2 separate regions of the Mus musculus genome follow, and region 1 is linked to region 2. Evidence: chromatin contacts called from public HiChIP or PLAC-seq data. All regions are on one chromosome and are shown on one strand. The core of a region is the stretch at or near the end of the contact, and the rest is flanking DNA. Distances in the headings are between cores, read along the strand shown. Region 1 has its middle 27 kb from the start of Gm11418. Region 2 overlaps Myo1d (myosin ID).

Region 1 (4,431 bases), core at 1,464-3,963, 940 kb before region 2:
GAGAGACAGAGAGACAGAGAGACAGAGAGACAGAGAGAGAGAGAGAGAGAGAGAGAGTGTTACCTGAACTCAGGAGACACAGAAATGGATGTATTTCTGAAATTCTCCAAACAGCTAAGCTTGGCCTACTTAGAAAGTTTCAAGTCAGTAAGGGGGCAAGGGAGTGGTTGTGGCTTCAAAAAGGAGATATTGAGTTCAGGTGTGTGACACAGATCCATCCCGGGACCATGTGCCTGGGGACATTTTCCTAGGTTGCTAATTCTAAAGGTGTGAGCGTGGCCACTTGGTAGTTATAAAGGACATGGCTGAGCTGCTCTTACAGTCTGAGTACTGGATACTCTCATCACGTGTAGGTCTGGTGTTTGCATAGATCCACAGCTGCCCTGAACCAGGGGAGAGCCAGGTTGGCACCAAATAGGTCAGCAATGGCCAAGCAAAGAACTCTGGAGAGTCACCGGTGGCCCTGACACCTCATCCTATCACTCCACTGGAAGGTTGCAGTCTGGAGGAATTGTGAACAAACCTGCCATTATTGCGACCGTTGTACTTACAGACATACATTTTCAGTGCAGTCAGCAGTGTTGATGGTTTGAGGCCTGTTTGAATTTTTAACATTTTGATAGGATAGAGATGGCTATTTGCCAAGTTCATGCCCCAGACCCCTGCAATCAAGTAACAGATTGTAGGAAACCGAGGTCTCGCAAGGTTTGAAGTCCTGGATGTTTAGCTCTATTTGGCCAGGTGGGCATGCTTGAGAGAGAGAGATGGTTGTTTGGGGCAATAAGAGTTTGTCTGGCTGAATATGAAGTTGTTTAACTGTCTTCTGTGTGGCTGAGCCCTCTTACAGTTCCATTGGCAGTGAGCATGATCCTGGTTCTTCTGGAACTAGATACTGTCTGTTCGGGATGTGGGTATCTTGGTAGGTACATGGCAGCATAATGTTCTAACCTGCAGCTCTTTTGTGTGTGTGATAGGGATATCTTGTCATTTCCTTACTTGTGTCTGTACAGTTCCAGGACACAGACATTACTCAGTGATGGGAAAGGAGGCTCCATTGTGTGGCACAGTATCCAGGAGCCTTCTAGGTGTGCATTATCAACATTTAGCCTTTTTCCAACTGGATCATTCACCGGACACTATTTAAGAGTTCTTTGTAAATTGCTGGGTTCAGGACCTGTTATAAAAAGATGTCCCTCTGGTGTGTGGCTTGGGTTTTCATTCTTTTAACTGCCCCCATGCCACCACCCCCACTTCTTATTTTGTTAGTTAAGATAAGTTTGGAGAGTGCAAAGTAAAAGAGGAGGAGGAGGAGGGGGAAGGGGAGGGGGAGGAGGGGGAGGAGGAGGAAGATAAAGAAGGGGGCTGGAGAGATGCCTCAGCAGTTAAGAGCACTGCTCTTCCAGAGGTCTTGAGTTCAATTCCCGGCAACCACATGGTGGCTCACAACCATCTGTAATAGGATCCAGTGCCCTCTTCTGGTGTGTGTCTGAAGACAGCTATAGTGTACGTCTATACATAAAATAAATAAATCTAAAAGGAGGAGGGAGAGGAGGAGGAGTAAAAGTCCTAAGAACCAGGGCAGCTTATAAACTGGATTCACTTTCAATTCCTGAAAGATCGGAATGTGAGGGAAATGAAACTGTCAGACAATCTTAATCAAGGTTCTATTAAAAGGGCCACCTCTCAGGGAGGCTCCAACTGGGTCTGCAGCCTCTATGGGACTGCACATCTACCTTGATCCTCATGGTGACCTCCCAGATGGAGGTTGTTCCTCTCTCCCCTCCTCCTACCTCCATCCACTCTGCTGTCTTGGGGTTTAATGGGCCGGTGTGGAGGGTTGAAAGGACAGTGTTAACAAGAGTCAAATCAAAAGGATATTCACCTAACTGTGTGTCTGCCTCTCTTCCTGGTTCCCCATTCTATTATTCCCATGCTGTGTGGGGGCCCAGCATTCGCTGAACATCTGGCCTCCCCCTCAGGAGGCTCAGGGTGTCCTTTTCCTCGCTGCAGTCAGTTCATGCTGGGCGTGCCCCACCCTCGGCAGGTGTAAGGTTTCTACTGGGTAGATCAAGCCAGCCTTGAACCCCAGCTCTTCCTGCATGAACTTCCTAAGTGCTGGGAATGCAGGGACATGCCAACCTTGCTCGACTGAGTGTGGTTGTTTCTGATTTATACCCCCTGCCCCAAGTCATTCGACTCAGGGAAAAACGCAAAACAAAAGCAAGATTTTAATCCAAGAGACAAGAGAAAAATGAAACTAAAACATGATACAAAGCTGAAGAACGGGAAAGATGGAAGAGAAAAGAATGGAAAAGCACAGTGTGTTTATGTATATAGTTCATGAACTCTTTAGAAGACTCAGGTTCCCCGGGGTCGGGGCGGGGGACGGAGGGGGGGGGGCAGAATCCAATCAAAAATATGTTACTTTCTCCGACTTCAAGCTCAGAATCACTAAAAAGTGGCAAACTGGTGATGTGATTCCAAACCTTTCCCTATCTTATCTTTTCAGAAGCTGCAGCAATTGCCTTTTCTTCTAGAATGTCGTCCCATTGTTTAAAAAGGAACTTCAAATTAGAATGATCTTCCCTGGGCAATTCCTGAAACAGCCACTAGATGGCAGAATGAGACCACAAAGATGCTGTGTCAGATTGGCTGCTGATCTGCATGCAGCCCGGGGAGCCGCGAGCTAGCAAGCCATCTCCTGCAGGCATCTGATTAATAATGGGGCTGTAATTATCTTTACACAATCCCGATTGCAGCTCCCGTTGTAGCCTAGCTGTTAAATTAAACTGCACAAATAAATATGCCTTGCGACTCAGCCTCCCCAGCACTGCCCACCCTGGGTGGCTTCCAGGCATATTAACATATCAAAACACAAACAGAACCCCTCCCCACTCCCTTCATTTTCATAACAAAAGGGGCCCCCTTTCATCTCCCCAGCAACCGGGTCTGTATTTAAATAGCTCTGTGAAGGCCGATAACGTTATTACTTTATTTCCCTAGTCTAGCCCTGGGATATCTGCTTCTTCGGGAAGATGGATGGATGGATTTTATTAGGAAGATGAAACACCCACGGACCCAAGCGGCCTGAAGCTTGGTGCAGAAGAGAGCCTGTAAAAGCCTCACCTAAAGGAATACTCAGAAATAACTAGGGATCCTAATTGGTCTGAGGCAGCGCTTTCCGGCTTAGTGGTCTAGGGTCAAAGGAATGAAAATGCAAACGAAATTGGGTTAGGGCCATAGGTTCCGGATGGTGGCATTATAAACTGTAGAGCCCTGGGCATGAAGACACATAGGGGTTAGAACTTCCTAGAAAGCACTTCACCCCAGCTGCAGGGCTGCTGACTTCCCCCCAAGTAACGGGAGATGTCTAGAGATCCTGCCTCCAGCCAGGGACAACTCAGGCGTGGGAGGGAGCTACACAGATGATGCAGATCCTGATTTGACTCCCAGTGTTAGAGAAGCTTGTACAATCCAAGGACTTGGCAGTACAAAGGCCTGTTTGGGGCGGCGGAAGCTAAGTCCTGAGGTTAACTCCTGCAGCAGGCACTCCTGTTAGGCCCCCAGTAGGTAGAGGAGAAGGGAGGCTTTACTCCCGAAGAGACTCCCTTCCATCATCCTAGGAGCTCCTCCTCTGCTCCCGACTACACATCGTTTGTGCTCCGTGGAATGAATGGGTGTCTGTTTCCGCACTCAGTGGAGGGGTGGGACTAAGCAAAGATGGAGAGGCTGAGGGAGGCGGGGCCGGGAGATCTGATAGTACATCTTAAGAAAGGAGAGAGGGATCAGCTAGCTTATCAACAGTCTGGTTCCCCAGGGTGAAGACAGGTAGATAGACTCGGGATAAACAGCATGGCTCTTCTGCGATGTGGTATCCTTGAACGCACGGGTTGATGAAAGCGAAAATGAATGAGTAAACATTCCAAGAAGCAGGGGCAAACTCCAGCCAGCACAGGGCTCTAGATCCCAAGAGCTTTCAGGAGGCGGTCTCCGAAAGGGCGGGGCTTTCTTTGACTGACATAGGTGATAGACATCTCATGAGTTGTGCCATCTCAGAATTGCCTATGTAACAATCATATGCATGAGGTAGTCTGCATGCATCAGCCTTACGGGATTTGTGATGTCCCAAAGGCCAAAGACCATCCTTTCCTTAGTGGCTTTGCACTGGAGAAATCTCTAGAGAACTGAATCCTCTGTTGGGCTTTGGTTTCTAACTGTGGTCGGAATTTTTGTTTGCTTGTTGGGAAGGGTTTTTCACAGTCCAAGGGACTATCTGGAGCAGTGAGGAAATGGTCTTCTTTGTTGACATTAGACCCTGGAGTGATTTTCCTATGACTTACACGGCCGTACCTCACTTGAAGAGGGCGCAGTAAGACAGAGCCATGATCATGAGAAGACCCCAGGAGAAAGGATAACCCCCTCCTCATATAG
Region 2 (4,422 bases), core at 458-2,957:
GTATGTTTTATATAGACATAGCTGGATTTTAGATTTTAGTTATAAAGCTTGTTATTCAGATTCCATAGTCGTAGGAAGAAAGTTGCTGTTAAAAGTGTTTGCATTTGGAGTGAGGGTATGACACGGGACCTCTGTATCCATAAGTCACCTTGCACATCTCTCCCAGCTCATGGGCATTCAGGTCATCAGAAGCGCCTGACTTTTAAAAGCATCTTTAAGCAGTGCTTAAAGCACCATTAAACTTAAAAACAAGAGTCGTTAGAATCTTCAGCCAACATCAGTGGCTTCTAGGAATACAGTTGAAATTTTAAGGTAATTCTTATACCCGGGACAGAAGACTTTACTTTCATAGTCCTAATATTTGAAATGTTTGCCAGTAACAGATTTCCTTCCTTTTTTTGTATTTTAGGACATTTTTCTAAAGGTGTAAATAACTTTATTCATAACTGAAAATATAGTACTGAACATATAAACATGAAAACACGGGTAATTCTTGCAGTGGGGCTGTCCTGCATTGAACGGTTTAACAGCATCCTGACCTTCACCCACTCAGAACCTGTAACATTCCTCTTACCATGAGAATCAAAACTGTCTGCTTACATTTTATTACATGTCCCCAAAGCAAAGTTAATCTCAATTGAAAGAGTGGGATTGGATGTAGGATGGGGAGGCAGGAAGGACAAAGACAAGAATTAATCACTCTTGCCTTAGTCCAGTCATCACTGATGTTCCCTTCATAGCACAAGAGTGAAGGCATTAGGTCGGAGACCTCCGTTAACATGTGTGCTTGACTGTCTGCCCAGTTGACACTGAGGTGAAGGAAGGGGACACCTATGTGCTTGCTTGTTGAGGTTCCTGTTCTCCTGGGCATTGCTTTCCTGCTTGTCCTGCAGATTGATTACTTCAACAACCAGATCATTGTGGACCTCGTGGAGCAGCAGCACAAAGGCATCATTGCAATCCTGGATGACGCGTGTATGAATGTTGGCAAAGTCACTGACGGAATGTTCCTTGAGGCCCTTAACAGTAAATTGGGCAAACATGGTCATTTTTCCAGCCGAAAGGTAATAAGACCTTCCTCTTATCTTGAGCTATAAGACTTTTGCTTATTGTTTGGCAGGGCAACGTTGCTTTATAATAGGTTAAAAGAATGTACAGTCAAATAAAGGGGAAAGGCCTGATTAATAATGTATCTCTCTGTGAGTTCTGCTTCTCTGATACAGTGGTGAGGTTGACAGAATTATAGTATCCAGGAGAGGGAGCTACAGACTAAGGCATTTGCTAGATGCAGGAAAAATGAACAGGATTCTTTAAAAGCATGATGTCATTTGTAGCCAATAGATGCTGAGTACTTGTCCATGTGCTAGAATTTTATGCCTGCATCTGATAGCTCTGCATAAGAAATTGCTTTTGTCCTTGACTTTCCACCACAGTCCTCAGTGACAAAATATGGAGTGTGTTCTGACTGCATTCTTCAGACCCTGGGACCTGCTTAAAAATGAGAGATTTTAGCTGCAGTCATGGTTGTTATGGAGAAATGCATTCTTTTAGTATATTGAGTAAACTTCCAAGTCTCCATTTTTTACAATCTAAAAATGTCACAAATAAACCACATTTGTACAATAATTGGTAGGAGTTGTGGTTCACAGACTCTTGTGCGAGACCTTATATATGCAGTATGCTCATCAATTGTGTTTGTTTAGAAGTCTGTGTTGGGGAGGGACACCTCGTCATCACCCCAGGCTTCCTCACAAATGCAAGCTTGTTCAGGAACCAGACGCTGCCAGGAAAACATGCCTTGTTCCTTCCCATCTAGAAAGAAATGGGCAGCAGTTTTGTTTCTCTGTAAGTCTGCAGCACATTGCCACTGCTGCATGAATAAATCTACTTCCTAACTCCGTCCCCTTGGAATTATGTAATCTTAATGGAGAACTTCCACCATTAACTATAAATAGGGTGTGAATCATCTGCAAATTGATTATTAACTGACACTTATCTCAGGGCTGTTACTTGTAGCTACAAGCTGGTCTTCAGCTAATGCATTTAGAACCTAGGTCTCTTCAGCCAGTTCCCACTTAGACCCAAACGTCTGATTAAGCACCTCTTGTTTAAGCAGGTCTAGTCCTCAGAGGTGGGCACAAAACTGTACAAAATGGAAAGTAACCCTAGTCTCAGTGAGACATTTAGGGGGTACCTTTATCTAGGCAAATGGCGGACTGTAAGGGAGTTTAGAGATATCATCACAGGTTGTGGAGATTCATCTACTGATGTACCCTCTGGATACTAGACAGTCGGTATTGGTGAAATTATATTGATTTATCATACCAAATGAATCTTTCTTAAATTGTTTATATTTAAATAGATATCTGTAAGTCCCAAAAGTGACACCCCAAATTATTATTCTATCTTTTGCCATTCAGCCATTTATATAGCTGAATTAAGTAAATCAGTCAGGCAAAAAAAATTTTTTTTTCATTTTACTTTATGGGTATGAGCATTTGGCCTGCATGAATGTACACCATGTGCATACAGTCCCCTAAAAGGCCAGGAGTGGGAAGGAGGACTTGAACCCAGTTCCTCTGGAAGTGCTCTTAACCACTGAGCCATCCATCTAATCCTTCAAGTATTTTTGAAATGTAATCTCACTTTCTTTCTTTTTTGAGATGGACTCTAGCTCTGTGTTGCTCAGACTGGCCTCAGACCTCAGGGCTGTACTGAGCCTCAGCCACGCAAGTGTCTAATGCTGGCACTGCATGCCAACACACTAAGCTGTAATCTCTCCTTAAGGCAACTGAACATCTTGTGTTTAAACACTTGCTACTGTTTTGATAGGAAATCCTAATAGTAATAGTAATTGATTGCTTTCTCTTTTATTTATTTATCTCCTTCTTTGTTACTGGTTTTGGTGGAAGTCCCAGTTTCCCAACAGACCAAGTACCTACTTCTTTTTCCTCCTCCCTCAGTATCCCATGGATAAATACTGAAATGAAATATTTAAAGTATATTCTTTGGGGAATTTGTGTATATGTGGTATGTGTCTATGTCTGTATGTAAGCATATATGGAGGTCAGAGGTCAATGTCCTATATCTTCTCTATTGCTCTCCAACTTTTAAAAAATAATTTACATTTATTTATGTGTTTGGGTGTGTGCATGCATATGCATGCCTTGACACACATGTGAAAGTCAGAGGACAACGTGCAGGAGTTCATTCTCTCCACCATGTAACTTCCAAGGATCAAACTCGGGCTCTGTGGCAAGCCTCTTTACCCACTGAGCCATCCCACTAACCTAGTTTATTTTGTGAGACAAGGTCTCTCCCTGAGCCTGGACCTCCCTGATAGAGCTATCAGGTATCCTCCTGTCTCTGCCCTACTAGCACTAGGATTACAGGCATCACTGTACCCAATTATAGTATGTAATTGCTAAGGATCCAAATCAAGTCCTCATGTATATGCTGCAAGCGCTATACCAACTGAGCCATCCCTCATCTTCTGAGGAATTTTACCTAATAAGGAAAGAAATGAAATAGCCAAGCTGTCAAGATGTTTAAATCACCTCATACCTTTTAGTTAAATAATTCCATTGGGTTGTATGTTGAGCCAGGTATCATTTGTTACTGCTAACTGATCAGACAGACTTACTGGCTTATTAAATAAAAGATTGGTGACTTTTATTTGGGGCTAAAAATCTTCCTTTTGATTTAAAAGTAACATGGAGAAGCAGTCACATGATCTAAACAACTATAAAATATTTTAAAATAAAAAGCTAAAACAAGTATATAACAGTACAAGAAAAAGTTAATGGATTTATGTGTGTGTGTGAGAGAGAGAGAGAGAGAGTGTGTGTGTGTGTGTTGAGGACAATCACAGCTTTGTGTTTTATACAAATGTAAGAATGGATCATAATTTGAGTCTTATTCCTTCAGGAATTTTACAAATTAAAGAATATTTCAAAAGGGCGGAGGTGAGGGGAAAGAGTGTAGAGAGAGTGCTCGGCAGTTAAGAGTGCAGACTGGCCTTGTGCAGACCCCAGCACCCATGTCAAGAACCTTACAACTGCCTTAGCTCCAGAGCCAGGACATCCAAGAGCCCCTTCTGGCCTCTGAAGGAACCCACACTCACACTGCATAAACCCCCGTAGACACAATTAAAAATAAAAGTGCAGCTTTGAGAGCTCTGGAGGAGGATATATTTTGGAGACACCTTTACACTAGATGCCTTGGACTCCAGATTTATTTAACTTTCTACCTTCTCAGATAAATAACTATTGAAAGAGAGTAAGCCTCTGACTTCCTATAATTCGTCATTTGTGAACCTCTTAGACACTGTTCCTTTAGCGTCTGAAGCCTGCTAACCGGGACAGGATTCTGTGCTGTAGGGCACTGTCATCTCAGTGGTACCAGTATTGCAGTTCTAAGTGG

The links. HiChIP or PLAC-seq counts read pairs in DNA pulled down with a chosen protein or histone mark.
Region 1: a contact with region 2 is called in an H3K4me3 HiChIP or PLAC-seq map of forebrain, with 8 times the contacts expected there. The contact joins two enhancer-like sites. A contact is called at or near these places in 7 of 115 datasets of contacts at active chromatin or transcription factors (embryonic basal ganglia, embryonic forebrain, embryonic hindbrain and 4 more) and 2 of 9 other capture datasets (embryonic tail and embryonic trunk).

The regions. Positions count from the first base shown.
Region 1 is chr11:81,611,648-81,616,078 of GRCm38.p6, reverse strand. It overlaps a transcript of Asic2 not described here. Among named protein-coding and RNA genes, the nearest start is that of Gm11418, 27 kb to the right of the region's middle. Within about 2 kb of position 2,713, at least 89 of the 459 cell types and tissues checked have an H3K27ac peak or open chromatin away from gene starts, as enhancers often do. A contact at or near this core is called in forebrain, where this site is marked.
Region 2 is chr11:80,667,491-80,671,912 of GRCm38.p6, reverse strand. Myo1d (myosin ID) reads left to right here. Exons shown (of 22, transcript NM_177390.3): 11 at 894-1,064. The region is part of intron 2 of Gm38907 (a long non-coding RNA gene); the gene reads right to left. Among named protein-coding and RNA genes, the nearest start is that of Gm38907, 51 kb to the right of the region's middle. Within about 2 kb of position 1,707, at least 35 of the 459 cell types and tissues checked have an H3K27ac peak or open chromatin away from gene starts, as enhancers often do. A contact at or near this core is called in forebrain, where this site is marked.